Linked DNA regions of Mus musculus: region 1 is linked to region 2. A link is a contact called in public promoter capture Hi-C data. All regions are on one chromosome and are shown on one strand. The core of a region is the stretch at or near the end of the contact, and the rest is flanking DNA. Distances in the headings are between cores, read along the strand shown. Region 1 has its middle 110 kb from the start of Cpne8. Region 2 holds the start of Syt10 (synaptotagmin X).

Evidence for each region. Promoter capture Hi-C pulls out the DNA fragments that hold promoters and counts their contacts.
Region 1: a promoter capture Hi-C map of hippocampal neurons shows a contact between it and region 2, with 2.2 times the contacts expected there. The contact joins the enhancer-like site here to the promoter of Syt10 in region 2. A contact is called at or near these places in 5 of 39 promoter capture datasets (cranial neural crest, embryonic stem cells, hippocampal neurons and 1 more).

Annotation. Positions count from the first base shown.
Region 1 is chr15:90,787,141-90,792,372 of GRCm38.p6, reverse strand. No RefSeq gene overlaps it. Among named protein-coding and RNA genes, the nearest start is that of Cpne8, 110 kb to the right of the region's middle. Within about 2 kb of position 2,247, at least 8 of the 459 cell types and tissues checked have an H3K27ac peak or open chromatin away from gene starts, as enhancers often do. A contact at or near this core is called in hippocampal neurons, where this site is marked.
Region 2 is chr15:89,840,516-89,845,782 of GRCm38.p6, reverse strand. It overlaps Syt10 (synaptotagmin X), which reads left to right and starts at 3,923. Exons shown (of 7, transcript NM_018803.2): 1 at 3,923-4,164. The coding sequence starts at 4,014.

The sequences.
Region 1 (5,232 bases), core at 998-3,497, 950 kb before region 2:
TTGTCTTGTTTTGTTTTGTTTTGTTCAATATCTTTAGCCCCTAAAAATATCCTACCCCAGGTGCCTGAGATCTGAAAGCAGAAGAACATAAGAAATTTTAAAACCAATTGATTTCTTTAAAAAAGAAGATTTATTTATTTATTATTTGTAAGTACACTGTAGCTGTCTTCAGACACTCCAGAAAAGGGTGTCAGATCTCACTACAGATGGTTGTGAGATACCATGTGGTTGCTGGGATTTGAACTCAGGACCTTCGAAAGAGCAGTCAATGCTCTTAACTGCTGAGCCATCTCTCCAGCCCCCAGTTAATTTCTATATGAGAAATCAGCATGATTAATCTTAAAGTTCATATAGGCAGAAAAGTAGAGGCTCGCAGGCAACTATTGTACTGAGCACAGAGACGCTAATGGAGGAGTTAGGGGAAGGACTGAAGGAGCTGAAGGGGTTTGCAACCCCATAGGAAGAACAACAATATCAACCAACCAGATCCCCAGAGCTCCCAGGGACTAAACCACCAACCAAAAAGTACACGTGGAGGGACCCATGGCTCCAGCAACATATGTAGCCTAGGATAGCAGTATCTGGCATCAGTGGGAGGGGGGGTCCTTGGCCCCAGTGTAGGGGGATGATAGAGCTGAAGTGAGTAGGTTGGTGGGGGAGCACCCTCATAGAAGCAGAGGGAAGGGGGTGGGAAAAGAAGGAAGCATATGAGCTTTAAAATTGTGTTAAGAAGATAGAACATGTGGTTGGTGCTTAATTAATGATTATATAAAAGATATGGAATATTACATACTTCAGAGAATTGAATCATTTGGACATCTAGAAACACACACACACACACACACACACACACACACACACACACACAAATAAACAAGCTGCTGCTTTTTTTTTTTTTTAATCATAACCCACTGCTTTTCGATGAAGTCTTCTTGGAAATCTTGCTTACCCTCTTTTGATGGCCAGGGACTGGGTGGTGCATGCATGGAAGGCTGGGATCACACTGGAAAGCCACAGTACACAATGGAAACCCAGGCTGGCTCCAGAATCCAAGCCTTGCCTACTTTCAGCCAACTTGAGAGGTTTGATATAAAATGCAAAGAGAAGAGCCAAAATAGAATTGATTTGGGTTGTTTGGATAAAATCTGTGGTTTCCTTGGAGATATGCATTTTGGGTTATTATATTAGAGAAGAATTCTGAGCTTAGCAAACAATGGTATTTTAACACAATGAGTACTTTCTTTGTATTCTCTGTTTTTCATATTGTTATACAACACATATATCACAACCACTACTACCACCACCACCAATAACAACAACAACAACAACAACAACAAAACGTAGCATGTTATGTTCTAAATTAACAACCAAAACAAAAAGGTCTCCGTCATACCCACCTCTAGTCTTGTCTTGTCAGGGAAATCACTTTCAAGCATTTTTGGCTATTTTCTTATATTGATTCTTTTCCTAACACTAAGTGGTGTACTGGTAAAGTGTTGCATCTGAACTTGACCCTGTTTCAGTGGTAAAATGTGTATAAATAGCAAACAGATAAAATCCAGTTTCTTGTGCAAGTGCCTTTCTGATGAGAGACACACCACTCTGGGTAACTGGAGAGAGGGGCAGGTGTTAAGAAGAGAGTGGGCCCCAGTTAAGTGAGGAGTGGTAGGGGAGGTCAGAGGTCAAAGGTGCTGAGAGGAAATCATGCTGATTGGTTTGTTCCTCTTGAAGTATCAGATCTCTTTCCTGCTGGGTTGTCTCAAATGTCTTAAGGCTTTTGAGTGGCAAATTGTGTTCATAAACGAGGGTGTGGGTGGACTGTGGTATCCCCTCATTTCCTTTCCTCCAAGAAAGGAGGAGATCTGGACTTGGAAAGTGTAGGCAGGGTTAGCCTGACATCAGGCAGGTATCTTTTCCCAGGGCTGACAGATTAAAGCAGACTGAGTCAGCTGTACCCTCCCATCCACGGGAAGGGTAAGGAGGGATTTAGTCCCAGGTGCATGCTCAGTAAAAGCAGCATAATAGACGGTCTGGAATGTGCAGGTTTCAAAGATAAGTGTAACTTCCCAGGGAGAAAATTTGCCTCAATGGATGGGTTCCAGAAAGAAAATGGAGGGGAGTGTGCACAGATAACATTTTTGTGAATGACAGGATTATATGCAATTTCGTGATAACCAAATGCTAAGCTCATTTGTCTTAAACACTCTTAAGCTGAAGGGAGCAGATGCCAACGCTTGGGTGTGGGACTTCTGCCTAGCACAGTGTTCCCGGTCTTCCTTCCTTCCTTCTAGCACACAGCAAACAATTGAGGCCATATTGCAGCAAAGGATTGAGCTTTCTAATTGATTGTTTCAGGACCTGCCCAGCTTCACTGGAGCTGAGATCGCCGGTGTCTGAGGGTCACAATGTTGGGTTTACCCTATGTAGTCCACACTGTGCCTGTTGACCCAGAATAGTTACTGTTAATCTTCTTCTTCAGTGTAGACAGCGCTGCTTCCTTCATCCAGGCCCTTCATGGCACAAGGTGGTTGCAGAATCCTGAGAGCCTTTTGTGGGGAGGTGGTGGCATCTGCTTAGGAAAGGACCCTGTTAGCCTATGAGCTAATTCTATTGCTTCTTCAGAAAGAAAAAAAAAAAAAAGGCAGGCCAGAGGAAGGTTTTTTTTTTTTTTTCCCATAAGTTCCTTGTACATACTAAAATTTCTCTCCTAGAACATCCTTACATTTCCATAATTATCTATCTTGAGATTGTGATGGTAACTCACTTAGCCATTCCTTGCTGTTGTCTCTTCCCATGTGTGTATAATGATACACGCTTTGATCTTGGATCTTTCTTTGTCCTAAACCGCCATGTGCATTCTGTACTGGGTAGACACTTTAGTCGTAGCCCCTTTCTTAGCACCATTAGTGAATGGATAGCATATTGGATGTTTAACTTAATGGGATGTGAATATGGAAGAAGGATCTATATGGATGCCAATTTCTACATCTTGAGGTAAAAGCTTTTACTACATTTTCCTACTGACCCAGTTGGAATTGGAAAAAATAGGCCCTGAACTACAATTTCCCTATCATGGTTCCAGGAGCTTCTTTTCTTGTTGCTCTGTCCACATACCTGAAAAACACAATGTAAGATGTGAGCGCTTGCTCTGCCCTAAGCTTTGAGGATGTCTCCATCGTGGTGCAGAAGGATGAGGTGGTCAGTCACGTTCTGTGTGCAGCCAGGAACCAGAGCGAGATGAACACTTGGCTCACTCGTTCTTCATCTTCAGTTCAAGACCCCAACCTGTGAAACAGTGCTTCCTACATTCACAGAGAGTCTTCCCTCTGCAGGTAAACCTTTCTGGAAACACCCTTAAGGCATATCCAGGGGTCTGTTTCCATGGTGAGGCTAAATCCAGTGAAGTTGACAGTTAAAGCTAACCACAGCAACAAAGTCTTGCATGATTAGTAGGGATTTGCCTTTAAATGTAAGGTGTGTAAGGTCGCTCTGTGAAACTAAGCTTGCTTGGAGATGGTGTCTGATTTTGGTGTGTGGCTATGAGGTTGTCTTGCCTGTCAAAGCTCAAGTTTCTAGGCTACGTCCATCATCAGTCTTTGCCAGAAGCCATGCATCTGTCAGCTGTACATCATACCTTCCACACAGCTCAGTGTCCATTCTGCCCTTGAGCCTTGGGTGAATAGCAGGTTGAGACACGACCTAACTTGTTAGCTCGCCTTCCCTTCCCCACCTCTACTTCACCCCCAAATCCACTTCTACCCTCACTGGTAACCAATCCCCCCCCCCCCACACACACACACTTTTAAGGTAGCTTCCAAGTGAGACATTTTAAAAATCAATACTCTTGTTTACCATGACATGTTCTGAAGCAGAAGCCCCAAATAGACTTCATCAAGCAGATTAGCAGTGACATTTTATAACCAATACTTTCCAGTGTCTCTGAAATTAGGAGTGAGTGGGAGAAGAGGGAGTACCGTAAGTACCGTAGAAAACTGTCACTTAAATGGCAAGCCTTTGTCTGTTAATAAGCTGCTTCCTTCCAGGCTTGGGAGCATCCTGGGAAAGAAGTGGCCTGTGACGCAACAGCTCCACCAGAGATTTCATCCTTTGCCTCCTGACTTAAGGGAACAGACTCCACACAAACCAAGGGTGCTAGTAAATGAGTTAATTGTGTTATCTAGACTTCGAATTTACCCCCCCCCACACACACACACACCAAGGGAAGCCCAGTCTTGAAAGTGACAGTGCCACCATAAGCAGAAACCCATCAGCGCATCCAGAGTTCAGTGAGGTCAGAGCAGGACAGCTCTTGTTTCTGATCTTGGAGTCCAGTTCCTGAGAAGTTCACTTTGTCAGTCTCTTCTGGGTTAGATATTAGAGGCTATTCCTTTTTACTAGCTCCCTAAGCCAAATTAATACCTCGATTTTTATAGTTCCTTTCCTGAATCAAAGTTATTGAGGGATCAAGCAGTTCAGTGATGTCTTTTTTTAAAAAGATTTATTCATTTATTATTTAATGTATATGAGTACACTGTAACTGTACAGATGGTTGTGAGCCTTCATGTGGTTGGGAATTGTATTTCTAGGACCTCTGCTCGCCCTGGTCAACCCCGCTTGCTCACTCCCTGCTCTCTCTGGACCAAAGATTTATTTATTATTATATATAAGTACACTGTAGCTGTCTTCAGATGCACCAGAAGAGGGTGTCAGATCTCATTATGGTTGGTTGTGAGCCACCATGTGGTTTCTGGGATTTGAACTCAGGACCTTTGGAAGAGCAGTCAGTGCTCTTACCAGCTCAGCCATCTCGCCAGCCCCAGTGATGTCTTTTGCAGACAGACAGAAGGAAAAAATGATGCCTCTGAGAGGAAGGGAGGCTGACTTTTTAAATCTATAAAATCCCTTTTAAAATATGTTAGCTTAGAGAGCTGCCCTTACCTGTAATCCTAGCATCCAGGGGGCTAAGCAAGAGGTACATGAGTTTGAATCGAGCCTGGGCCACATAGCAAGATCCTGTCTGCAAACAAACACAAAGTTAGCATTAGGATTGGATTTTTGGGAAACAGTTAAATGTTGAGGTTCACATAATCATGCAGAATGTCTTAGAGGACTTCAGAGGACATGCTCTAACCCACATTCCTTTAGGTGGAGGGCTTGAGTTGTCTGCAGTCTTAACTCTGTCTCTCACTGGTAGGACTTGGCCAAGACCTTGAGCTTTGGACTTCCCCTGTG
Region 2 (5,267 bases), core at 2,674-5,173:
GTTTACTTAATCTAAAGCAGAAATCAAACTTAAGAGGGTTATTAGAGGGATCTGCATCACTCTACTTAAGCAAGCACAGTCTGTAAGTGGTGTAGAGGATAAATTACTCATTTGTTCCTCCACATCACATTCTGCTCACCCAGAGCTTTCAAACTCACATGATGCACTACACACTGTTCTGCCCAGACTGTAGATAAACGAGGAGGGCAAGAACGACTGGAAAGTCCTCTACTAAAATGTGTTACTTAACGTCCAGCATTCAGGAGAGAGTCAATATTTTTTAACTAACTGTTAAATTATTTTTTATTCTCGTCTTAAAAATCACTACTCGTTATGCAATAAAGAACAAAAACCAAAACAAAACAAAAAAAGGCAAAAACAAAAGAACCCTGCAGATTTTAGTGTTTCTAGATTGTGTCATACCACTCAGTGTTCCTATGAATCAGGTAAAAGTGACTCAGCTAATGAATGCTTACCCACCGTGCTGCTGTTCCTAATCCTTACGGTGAGCCTTACCGTATTGTCCATCCAGGAGACATGAACCATAGACTGACTGGTAGCTGAAAATAAAATCCTGTGTTTTAACAGAACGAGAAAACAAACATGCTCAGCATGTTCTGTTTCAGAAATTATGTCTCCTTTGCCTAATAATAGATAATCAAACCCTAGGGATACAACATGGGAGTGAATCACATGAAAATGATTTTTTTCTCTGCTATTTTCCTTTGATTGAAATAAATTTCATATCCATACAATATACCCTGATTGTGGTTTTACACACACACCCCACACCGCTTCTCCCAGATTCTCTCCCCACCACCACCAAATTCTACACCATCCCTTTCTCTTTCTTGTCAGAAAACAGACACCTAAAAACTAATAATAACAGAAATATTTTAATAGCGCAATATGACAAAAGGAACAAACACGAACAAGAGACAATGAAAAAGTAAAAGAAGAAAAAGCACGCAGAGACACAAACATAAGTTTCATGAAACATACAACCATAAAGCACAATGTCTTAGTCAGGGTTTCTATTCCTGCACAAACATCATGACCAAGAAGCAAGTTGGGGAGGAAAGGGTTTATTCAGGCTTACATTTCCAAACTGCTGTTCATCACCAAAGGAAGTCAGGATTGGAACTCAAGCAGGTCAGGAAGCAGGAGCTGATGCAGAGGCCATGGAGGTGTGTTACTTACTGGCTTGCTTCCCCTGGCTTGCTCAGCTTGCTCTCTTATAGAACCCAAGACTACCAGCCCAGGGCACCACCCACGATGGGCCCTCCAACCCTTGATCACTAATTGAGAAAATGCCCTACAGCTGGATCTCATGGAGGCATTTTCTCAAGGGAGGCTCTTTTATCCGTGATATCTCCAGCTTATGTCAAATTCACACAAAACCAGCCAGTACACATAATATATATATAAAACAACTATAAGGTTTAAAAAGAGAAGGAAGGAGGAGAAGGAACAGGAGGAAAAAAAGAAAGAGAAAAGAAGCCCTGAGACAAATAACCTTCCAAAATTGCCATTGAGTTAGTTTTGTATTGATCATCTACTGCTGAGCGTGTGGCCTGTCCTAAGCATGTTTTCTATAACCAGTGAACTCTGTTGGAGTAAACTAAGTTTTCATTTGTAAGCAGTTACCAGTTGGAGACATATTCTGGGTAAGGGTTGGGGAGGGGGAGTCTTCATACAAGGATACCCCACTCCCTTGTCTCTCTAGTCTCAGGTTCTTGGCCACCCAAGCACGGTTGGGTATGAGTTCCATCTCCTGGAGCAGGACTTAAATCCAATCAAATACTAGCTGGTTATTCCTACAATGCTTGTAGCATTACTGCCCCATTGTATCTTGCAGGCAGGTCACAATTACAAGTGGAAGGGTTTGTAGCTGGGTCGGTTTTTACCTTTCTTCTTCAGAAACATCCCACGTACCTTCCAGTAACCATGAACACTGGTCCATAGGAGTGAAGTCCCAGTGTCGGCAAGAGCACCACTTCTCCATCTTCAGTGAGTTGTGTAGGTGTTGTCTTTACCGGAATGGCTTCTCTGTCATCTAGTGGAGAGCCACCAATACCTTTGACAATAGCTTGAGTTGTTTGGGGCTTCTATGGGACCCTTTGAACAATAACTACATTAACTATAACCTATCCATGGACTTGGAAGTTTCATTTAATTGAGGGATGTGCAGGTAGGGCTCTGTTTCCTCATTATTTGGTGATTTCAGTTAGATCACTTTCATATATGTGTACATTTTAGAAGCTTCTACTGTATTGGGTTTCTATATGACTCCTCAAATGGCTTTAAGTGTCCCTCTTCAACCCCCCCCCTCCTGCTTTCTACCTTCTCCTTCTTTGATCACCCCTCCTTGTCGTGGCTTGAATGAGAACAGTCTCTACAGGCTCATAGACTTGAACCCTTGATCCCCAAGGAGTAGCTATTTTAAAAGATTAAGAGGTATGCCTGGTAAGGAGTGTTTCGGTGGTCACTGGGATTCCTGGGTTAGAAAGTGTTTCTAGGTATTGGGAGCTGTCCCGAGAAATGGGAATGGGCTAGATAGGAGTGGTGGAACTGAGAGAGTACACTGGAGGGAGGGTAGCCTGCCTGTTCTCCTGGCAGGAGCAAAGTGGTTCCCTGTAAATAGAGGCAGAGATCTAGGAGGGGCCCCAGGCAGGTGGTCAGCTACAGGTCTGGGGATGATTGGAAGGCAGGAAGGAAAGTGAAGATTGCATTGGCTACTCAGGCAGGTATGGCCAGAGGGTTTACAGGGAGTACCTCCAGGGGTTAGAGACTGAGATAAAGGGATTCAGTGAGGAGAAGTTCTGCATTATCCTGTGGGAAATGGGGGCTGAGAGAACTTTGTGGCAGCAGCAAATGGTCTTCTACAAAGCTGAGGATAAGACTGGCGACTTGGAATTGGAAAACAGAGAGTGAAGAACTATCTGATTCACGGGCTGGTGTGGAAAGGGTTTTTAAACTGAGTAGTTGCTTTTATCATAGCCTGTGGTAGCTTTATCATAGCCTGGGGTAACTGCTTTCTAATTTTATTTTGTATCTTCAGCTTCATTGCTGATTTACACCAACTTGAATTAGAGAAATTTAGACGGGGGTCGGGGGATTGATGCCCCCCATTAAAGCCCTTTGTTCTAACAGGCTGTGAAAAAGACTTCAAAACAATGTCTTTACAATTAAGAGTGCGCCTGTAGCTGATTGCACTGAACCTAATCCCCCACACTCGTTTGACACAGAAATCTTGTCTTCGCACTGTTTAAGCCGCCAGCAGAGAAGAAACTAGAATCAAGTGGCGTCTCTCAGTCACGAGTTATGATTTCAATAAATAAAACCCTGATGGATGGCATATTTCGTTCTGTAGATGACAGTGAATTCAAATTTTCCTGTTCACAGTGCCGGGTAAACCCAACTTCTGATGAACCTCACTGCTGGTGATAACAGTGTTCTTACCTAGAACGTTCTCTATCCCCAAACTATCATTGTTCCAAGTCGTTTAAAAACAAATTGTAAACAGGTGTCACTCTACCTCGCATGACCTGTCTTCTGATTACTTTTATTTAAAAATAAAAATAAAGATCCGCAGGTCTGGAACGGGGAATAGCTTTTCCTTTCTTTCTTTTTTTAAAAGATAAAGAATCGGGGAGGGACCAGGGAGTAGCAAAGTTGGATTGAAAGGGAGAAATGAAAAGAGTGTGACGGGGGCTCAGAAAGGTGTATGGAGGGCACTGTCGCCTCTGCCCCCGCTGCCCGCGCCAGCCTGCCATTGGCCGCGCCGCCCAGCACCCGGGAGGCGCCGTTCTGCGCGCCGCCGCCCCTCGCTCCCCGCCGGCTGGGCTCCGCGCGCGCCTCCGAGCGCTCCGAGGAGAAGCGCAGACCTGGCAGCAGCGTCCGTTGGCGCGCGCCGCCCTCCTGCGCCCGTGCCAACCATGGGGCCAACTCGCAACTCTTAGGGCTCTGCCTCAGACCAAGGGAGATCAACGGAGCTGCGAGCAGAAGCCAAGATGAGTTTCCGCAAGGAGGACGGTGTGAGCAGCCTGTGCCAGAAGGCGCTGCACATCATCACCGAGCTGTGCTTCGCGGGTCAGGTGGAGTGGGACAAGTGTTCGGGCATCTTTCCAGCCGATAGGAGCGGCCAGGGAGGAGGTGGCACAGGTAAGGGGATCCGCTTGCGCTTCCCGGGACAAGGGGCATTTTCGGGGCTGACTTCCTGGCTGGAGCTTATCTTGCCGGGCCTCGGGGGACTTGCTCGCTGGATTTGTTGCCTGCACCTGCTAGGTCTCTGCTCCCAGGCTGCTCTCGCGCTCTCCCACCTGCTGCTCTGGCGTCCCAGGGACTCGGTGCTCTAGCTTGTCCTGCAGGGTGTAGCAGAATCACCCAGCCTGGCAGGAGAATCTGCGCTTGGCCTCAAGGAACCTAGTTCTAGAGGGAAGGCTGTGTCGTCAAGCCCCAAACGCAGGAAGGATCCCTCAGCTCTAACTTTCAGATGCAACCTGTCGAGCTCTTCAAAGCTTCCAATGCCTTTTATAATGCATATGTAATTTTCTAGCGCTTCTTGGCTACCGTGGCGAAAGGGTAGGGACTATTGACACCAGGCACTCAGGACACTTGTCAAAAAAATGGAAAAGAGATTTTAAATCCTTTCCAGTTGCGTCCAGAACCTTGGAAGCAAATATCAGGGGGAAGAGATGTAATCAGATGACCCCAGGGTCACTTGATCGCTTTAGGAGATGCACTGGCTCCGTGCGTGGGGGGGTCTTGTCTCATTCACTTTGTTTTCTCGAGTCATTTTGGTCTCCAGGCAAGGGTTTCTACCTTCTGGGTAGCCAGGGCAACAGGTAAGCGCAACCGCAACGTCAGGCTCAGGAGAGAAGTGCAGAAGATGAAAGAAGAGTTATGGTTTCACCATCGACCCTAAGAGCTAGACAAAGGAAGGGAGAGTCTGGTGGGATGGGAATGGGTCTGGTTTAGCTGTGTCTTTGGGTTGTTTACATTGACTGTCTCCAAGGTTTCCAAATGCTCTGCTGATGGCAACAGAAGCAGGGCGGGGGGGGGGGGGGGGGCAGGGGGGGTTGTCTGAGCTTATCAGAACCAGGGACTCTTGAAGCAGAATGATACATTGTTGTTGCTGTCAGTGTGATAGAAGCGTCTTTTTTTTTTAAATGTATAAACACAACCAAAGCCATTTAAACCGCGTGTGTGAGTGTGTGTGTGTGTGTGTGTGTGTGTGATGCAAAGGATGTAAAAAAAAAAAAAAA